2 separate regions of the Sus scrofa genome follow, and region 2 is linked to region 1. A link is a contact called in public Hi-C data. All regions are on one chromosome and are shown on one strand. The core of a region is the stretch at or near the end of the contact, and the rest is flanking DNA. Distances in the headings are between cores, read along the strand shown. Region 1 overlaps AFAP1L2 (actin filament-associated protein 1-like 2). Region 2 overlaps ABLIM1 (actin-binding LIM protein 1).

What was found. A called contact is a pair of places that touch in the nucleus more often than the background predicts.
Region 2: a contact with region 1 is called in a Hi-C map of omental adipose tissue, with 1.7 times the contacts expected there. The contact joins two enhancer-like sites. A contact is called at or near these places in 2 of 47 Hi-C or Micro-C datasets (mesenteric adipose tissue and omental adipose tissue).

What each region holds. Positions count from the first base shown.
Region 1 is chr14:124,639,895-124,642,694 of Sscrofa11.1, forward strand. AFAP1L2 (actin filament-associated protein 1-like 2) reads right to left here. Exons shown (of 25, transcript XM_013983751.2): 14 at 1,481-1,692. Among named protein-coding and RNA genes, the nearest start is that of VWA2, 64 kb to the left of the region's middle. Within about 2 kb of position 1,332, at least 12 of the 83 cell types and tissues checked have an H3K27ac peak or open chromatin away from gene starts, as enhancers often do. A contact at or near this core is called in omental adipose tissue, where this site is marked.
Region 2 is chr14:124,863,728-124,866,527 of Sscrofa11.1, forward strand. The region is part of intron 6 of ABLIM1 (actin-binding LIM protein 1); the gene reads right to left. Among named protein-coding and RNA genes, the nearest start is that of AFAP1L2, 130 kb to the left of the region's middle. Within about 2 kb of position 1,359, at least 5 of the 83 cell types and tissues checked have an H3K27ac peak or open chromatin away from gene starts, as enhancers often do. A contact at or near this core is called in omental adipose tissue, where this site is marked.

The DNA of each region.
Region 1 (2,800 bases), core at 82-2,581:
TCAACAGCTCTAATTCATGCATGTAATACTACCGGATCCCTGCTAAGAAATATCAAAACGCGAATTTATTTTTGTTTACGGTTTCAGTATACACCTGACACCAGGTCAAATCGTTCGGACAAATCAGGAACTAAATCCCCGTGACGTTGGTGCCTATATTTTCCCAGGAGACAATACAGCATTCTCATCAAGCATACCTGCTGGGTAGTTCTATTTAAATGCCAAGATTGATTCTTGGCTTGATAATGAGAAAGCCCTGGAAATTCTATGAATATTACGGGTTTCCTTTCATGAGGAAAAACAGCTACTGGCTGGCATTGCTCAGTACAGCTCTGCCACCCCTTTGCCCTGTTTTCGTGATTGGAGGGGGTAGCTGAAAGCGGATTTCGACATTAATTGCTTTCCTTTTCCTACTCATTTTCAAGTGGATTTCTCAACACAGCTTTTCCTTGGACGGCCTGTAGTTCCTGCTGCAACCATCCCTGCCCTGGGCAATGGTAACAGCTTCTCATTTTATCCCTTCCTACCCCCCCCCCGCCCCCGGCAGCTGGAAGAAGTGTCTGGGAAGCCAAATCTGAACAGGCCACCTTCCCTTGAACCCCTTCAGGGTCTCTCTCCCCTCTTAGGATCAACCTTGCTTTCCTCCCCACCTCCCCTGCCCCACACAAGCTCTCCCTACTTAGCTCCCACCTGCCCAGCACGTGGACTTCCATACATATCACAGCACCTGCCCCACTGCTCTCTGGCAACTGGCCTTAAGTAATCGATGGGCAACATCTCACTCTTGTACTAGGAATGTAAGTTCCACTTCTTCACCATATTATTGTACTGAGTAGGTATCTGTCAATAGGATGGATGGATGAAGAGGGATGTGGATCTTTTAGCCACCAGAGGGCAGCATTGGCGCAAAATCTGGAGGAAGACCCCGGGATACAGGGCTAGGTGCACAGGAGTGGACTGGGGTGTGTTCTTAAACGCCTGTAAAGCCTTCTGCTGGGGACTGCCCAGCTCATTGCAAGGTATTATGTCACCTCTTATTTTTATAAATGGAACATAACATCAAGCAGGGTGGGGAGTGGGATTACTGTCATTGTATCACCAACCCTATTCTCCCCCAAGATAAGCCCTTACTGGTTGGCATTTTAATGTACTGGGCCCCATCTGGTGATACACAAACAAAATCACAAACCCGCTTTGAATCCCCAGAAAGTTTTTCCAGCAGCTCAGGGAGTTATAAATACTCCTCTTGCCCTAAGTGCAGGAAATAGCTCATTGTCCCGGTCCTATAACTCCACCACCCTGAGGTCAGAAAGGGAATGGAATTTTTTTTTTTTTTAAATGCAAACAATCTCAGGCAAAGGAAGTACAAATAAAGCCGCTGGGTGGACTCTCCCGTTGTGGGGCTGTGGTCCTCAGGACCTGCGGCAAGGGCCGTGACCTTGCCCCTGGGCCCTGCCCCTCCCCCACGGGCCAGCACTACCTCGAGCTTGGCCAGCTCCTCGCCGTTGTGGAGGATGCGGAAGGAGTAGAGGTGGTCCGGGCTCGGGTCTGGGACCACCTCACAGCCCACCAGGCTGAGGGGCTGCTGGGCCGCCTTGCTCCGGTTCCGGTCCTGGTAGAAGTACAGGTGACTGTCCCTGACGGAGCACCAGCGCGACTTCCACTGGCTGTTCACCAGCACGTTCAGGTAACCTGCGGGGAGGGATGCAGCTGAGGGCGCTGGGTGGCGGGGGGCGGCCAGGGATGCCTCCAGCCCCCTGAGAGGCTCCTCCAGAATCTCAGTTCTAAGACTTGCCAGGCTTGGAGTTCCCGTCGTGGCGCAGTGGTTAACGAATCCGACTAGGAACCATGAGGTCGCGGGTTCCATCCCTGGCCTTGCTCAGTGGGTTAGGGATCCGGTGTTGCCATGATCTGTGGTGTAGGTTACAGATGTGGCTCAGATCCCGAGTTGCTGTGGCTCTGGTGTAGGCTGGCGGCTACAGCTCCGATTCGACCCCTAGCCTGGGAACTCCACATGCTGCGGAAGCAGCCCAAGAAATGGCAAAAAGATAAAAAAAAAAAAAAAAAAAAAAAAAGACTTGCCAGGCTTTGCCCGAGAATAGTTCCAACCTTGCGGAGGCTGTGAATCGGACTTTCTCCCTCCTTTGCATTAGCAGCTTAAACCTTTTGAAGGTGGGCAGCACAGCACTACTGGTTTTTGGAAAGTGTCCAGAAGCAAGTGAGTTGGGTCTTAGACTAGAGGAGGCCGTGTGTGTGTTTGTGTGTGCGCGCTGTGTGTGTTGGCGTGCATGCATGTGCAAGTGGAGACTCCTTCACACACACCCCCTGCCTCCCTGCCTCATCTCCAGGCTCGAAGGCCTGTCCTCCTCCCTGCCTCTGCCGGCGGCTCAGGCCCCGCACAGGAAGCTCGCCCCAGCCACATGTCCTAGCTGCAGGTGCAACCCCCCCACCTCTGCAGACTCAGTTTCCTCAGCTGCTCTGACAACCTTGCCATCCCTGGGCCACTCAATCTCAGCCTGCAAAGTCCTCCTCCCCTCAGCCAGCTCCTCCTCCTCCTCCCAGAGGTGGCCGGCCTTGGCCCTCCCAGCTCTACTGCCTTCAGAACCCTTGAGTCCTCAAACAGTGACACTCTGCTCCCAAGTAAGCCTCCCAAGCAGACACAGAGCCTGTCAAGGCCAGGAACTGGGCACATTCGTCTCCAGTGCCCAGATCTGTGCCCTGTGGTCTTTCCACCAGGGACTGCTTCTTTCTCTGCCAGTGCCGGTGGGGGCACCCCTCACGCCATCCTTTCTTGTTTTTA
Region 2 (2,800 bases), core at 109-2,608, 220 kb after region 1:
TTTGGAGGGAACGTAGCCCTGCCAAAATCTCATGTTTGTACTTCTGCCTCCAGAACTTTGAGAGAATAAATTTATGTTGTTTTGAGCCACCACGGTTACAGAAGACATGGGGAATTAATAAACCATTTACAATCTCCATGGGTAAAATCAATTAGAAAAAACAACAACAAAAAAAATCAAAGATCAGAGAATGGATAACAAAATGTGGCATATCCATACAATGGAATATTAGCCTTAAAAAAGCAAGGAAATCCTGTCACATGCTGAAACATGAGCCTCGAGGACATAATACTAAGTGAAATAAGCCCATCCCCCAAAACACAAATACTGTATAATTCCACTTATATCAGATACTCAGTGTAGTCAAATTCATAGAGACAGAAATTAGATGGTCCCAGACAGGGGCTGAGGGAATAAGGGAAGGGAGAATCATTGTTTAATAAGTTATGGGGTTTAGGTTTTATAAGACATAGTTATAGAGACACATGGCGGTAATGGTTTCACAACATTACGAATATACTTAATACACTGAACTGTACACTTAGAAATAAATACTTAAGGGAGTTCCCTTGTGGCACAGTGGGTTAAGGATCCAGCATTGTCACTGCAGCATCTCAGGATGCTGCTGTGGTGCAGGAACTTCCACATGCTGCAGGCGTGGCCAAAAAAATTAAGATAGTATGTTTTATGTCATGCGGATTTTGCCATAATTTTAAAAATCGGGAAAAAAAAAAACAAAAAAAAGGGATTACAGGCTTTACAACAAATCCAGAATCATCATGCTTCGCCCACAGTGGGTCAGAGGATAAAAGGCAGAGTGTGGAGACCAGTCCTGATTTGTACAGGGAGCCAAGCCAGACTGACTCACGAGCTGTCATGTGTCAGGATGCTCACGGTGCAGGAACTTTTTGAGGCCACACACCCATCTGAGGGGATGGCACGCCCACTGGGTGGGTCTGGAATCCTCCAGAACCCTACTGCAAACTGCCAAAACCCCACCTCTGAGGGCCTGTGTGGACAGCAGCCCAGCCTTCACCCTCACCCAGCGCCCCCCAGGAGGCCTGGGGCCAGTCCTGGTGATGCCAGGCCCTGGCAGATGCCGAGGACACTGATTTACTCAGGCCTTCGGGGGTGGGAGTGGGGGGGGGGGAAGACACACCAGAGTAAGCAGATGTGTCTTCAAAACGGCATGTTCTTGGCCTTGTTTTATTTTAGAGGTGCCTTCCCACAGCTGTTGAGCTAAATCACACACGCCAGCCCTTTCCCCGTCTCCCCAGCTCTTTTGAGGGGACACAGTCCCCATGTGTGGACTGAGGAGACGGTTGCTTTAACCCACGCTTTCCACACATGTGGGGGCTCCAAGCTGGCAGCTGGGCTCCCTGTCTTCCCGCCTTTCTTGCCACAGCCAAACATCTGGGCAAGAACTCTGGTGTTTTAAGACTGTCTTATTTATGTATCTGTGATTGAATTAGAATCAACACACAGGAGTGTATGAGTTTCAGGGGCACCCCATGGGGATTTGGGATTTTTGTACATTGATCATCACGATAAGTCTAAAGCTCATCTTATTGGTGGGTTTTGAGGGTTTGTTTGTTTGTTTGTTTTTGATTTTTACAGCCACACCCGCAGCATAGGGACATCCCTAGGCTAGGGGTCAAATTGGAGCTGCAGCTGCCCGCCTACACCACAGCCTCAGCAATGTAGGATCCACGCTACATCTGTGATCTATGCTGAAGCTCGAGGAAATGCCAGATCCTTAACCCACTGAGCAAGGCCAGGGATCAAACCCACATCCTCACAGGTACTATGTCAGGTTCCTAACTTGCTGAGCCACAACAGGAACTCCTTATTGGAGGGTTTTTGTTGTTTGTTTGTTTGTTTGCTTAGGGCGGCACCCATGACATATGGAAGTTCCCAGGCTAGGGGTCAAATTGGCCCTACAGCTGCAAGCCTACACCACAGACACAGCAACTTGGGATTCGAGCTGTGTCTTACACCTACACCACAGCTCATGGCAATGCTAGATCCTTAACCCACTGAGTGAGGCCAGGGATCGAACCTCATGGATACTAGTCAGATTCATTTCTCCTGTGCCCCAATGGGAACTCCCTTATTGACGTTTTAAGATTTCCCAATTGCTCCCAACTCTGCAGGTTTATTTCAGTTCTGGGCAGCAGATCAAAGTTGGGAAGCCCAAAGGAGATGCTGTCGGGTCCCACTCAAGGTCCCCTCCTGAGAGCAGTGCTGGGGGCTCCATGGAGGCACAAGGACACATTCAGAGGATAGGAAAGGACCATTGCACTTTGCATCTTGTGATAAGACCACTGGACTTCAAGCTGCCCTCTGCATGGGTCACGTTCATCTTCTCCAATAGTTTTCCTAGGGATGTGCTTCACCCTGAGCCCCAGGACCCAGGACCCAGCCCTGACCATCGTCAGACTCACATTGAAAGTGCTCCTGGAAAGGCCATGAAAACCCCTCCTCCTCCCTATGTGTGGGGAATGGGCGGCCACTTCTCAGGGCTGATTCCAACGAGTGCCTCCACTGTTCTGTGTCCAGAGTTCTCCTAACTGGCCTCCCTGTCTCCACTCTCACTCCCTTTCCATCTATTTAAAAAAAAAAAAAATTGAGGGGAGTTCCTGCCATGGCTCAGTGGAAATGAATCTGACTAGTATCCATGAGGACGCAGGTTCAATGCCTGGCCACTCTCAGTGGGTTAGGGATCTGGCATTGCCATGAGCTGTGGTGTAGGTTGCAGATGCAGCTCACATCTGGCATTGCTGTGGCTGTGGGGTAGGCC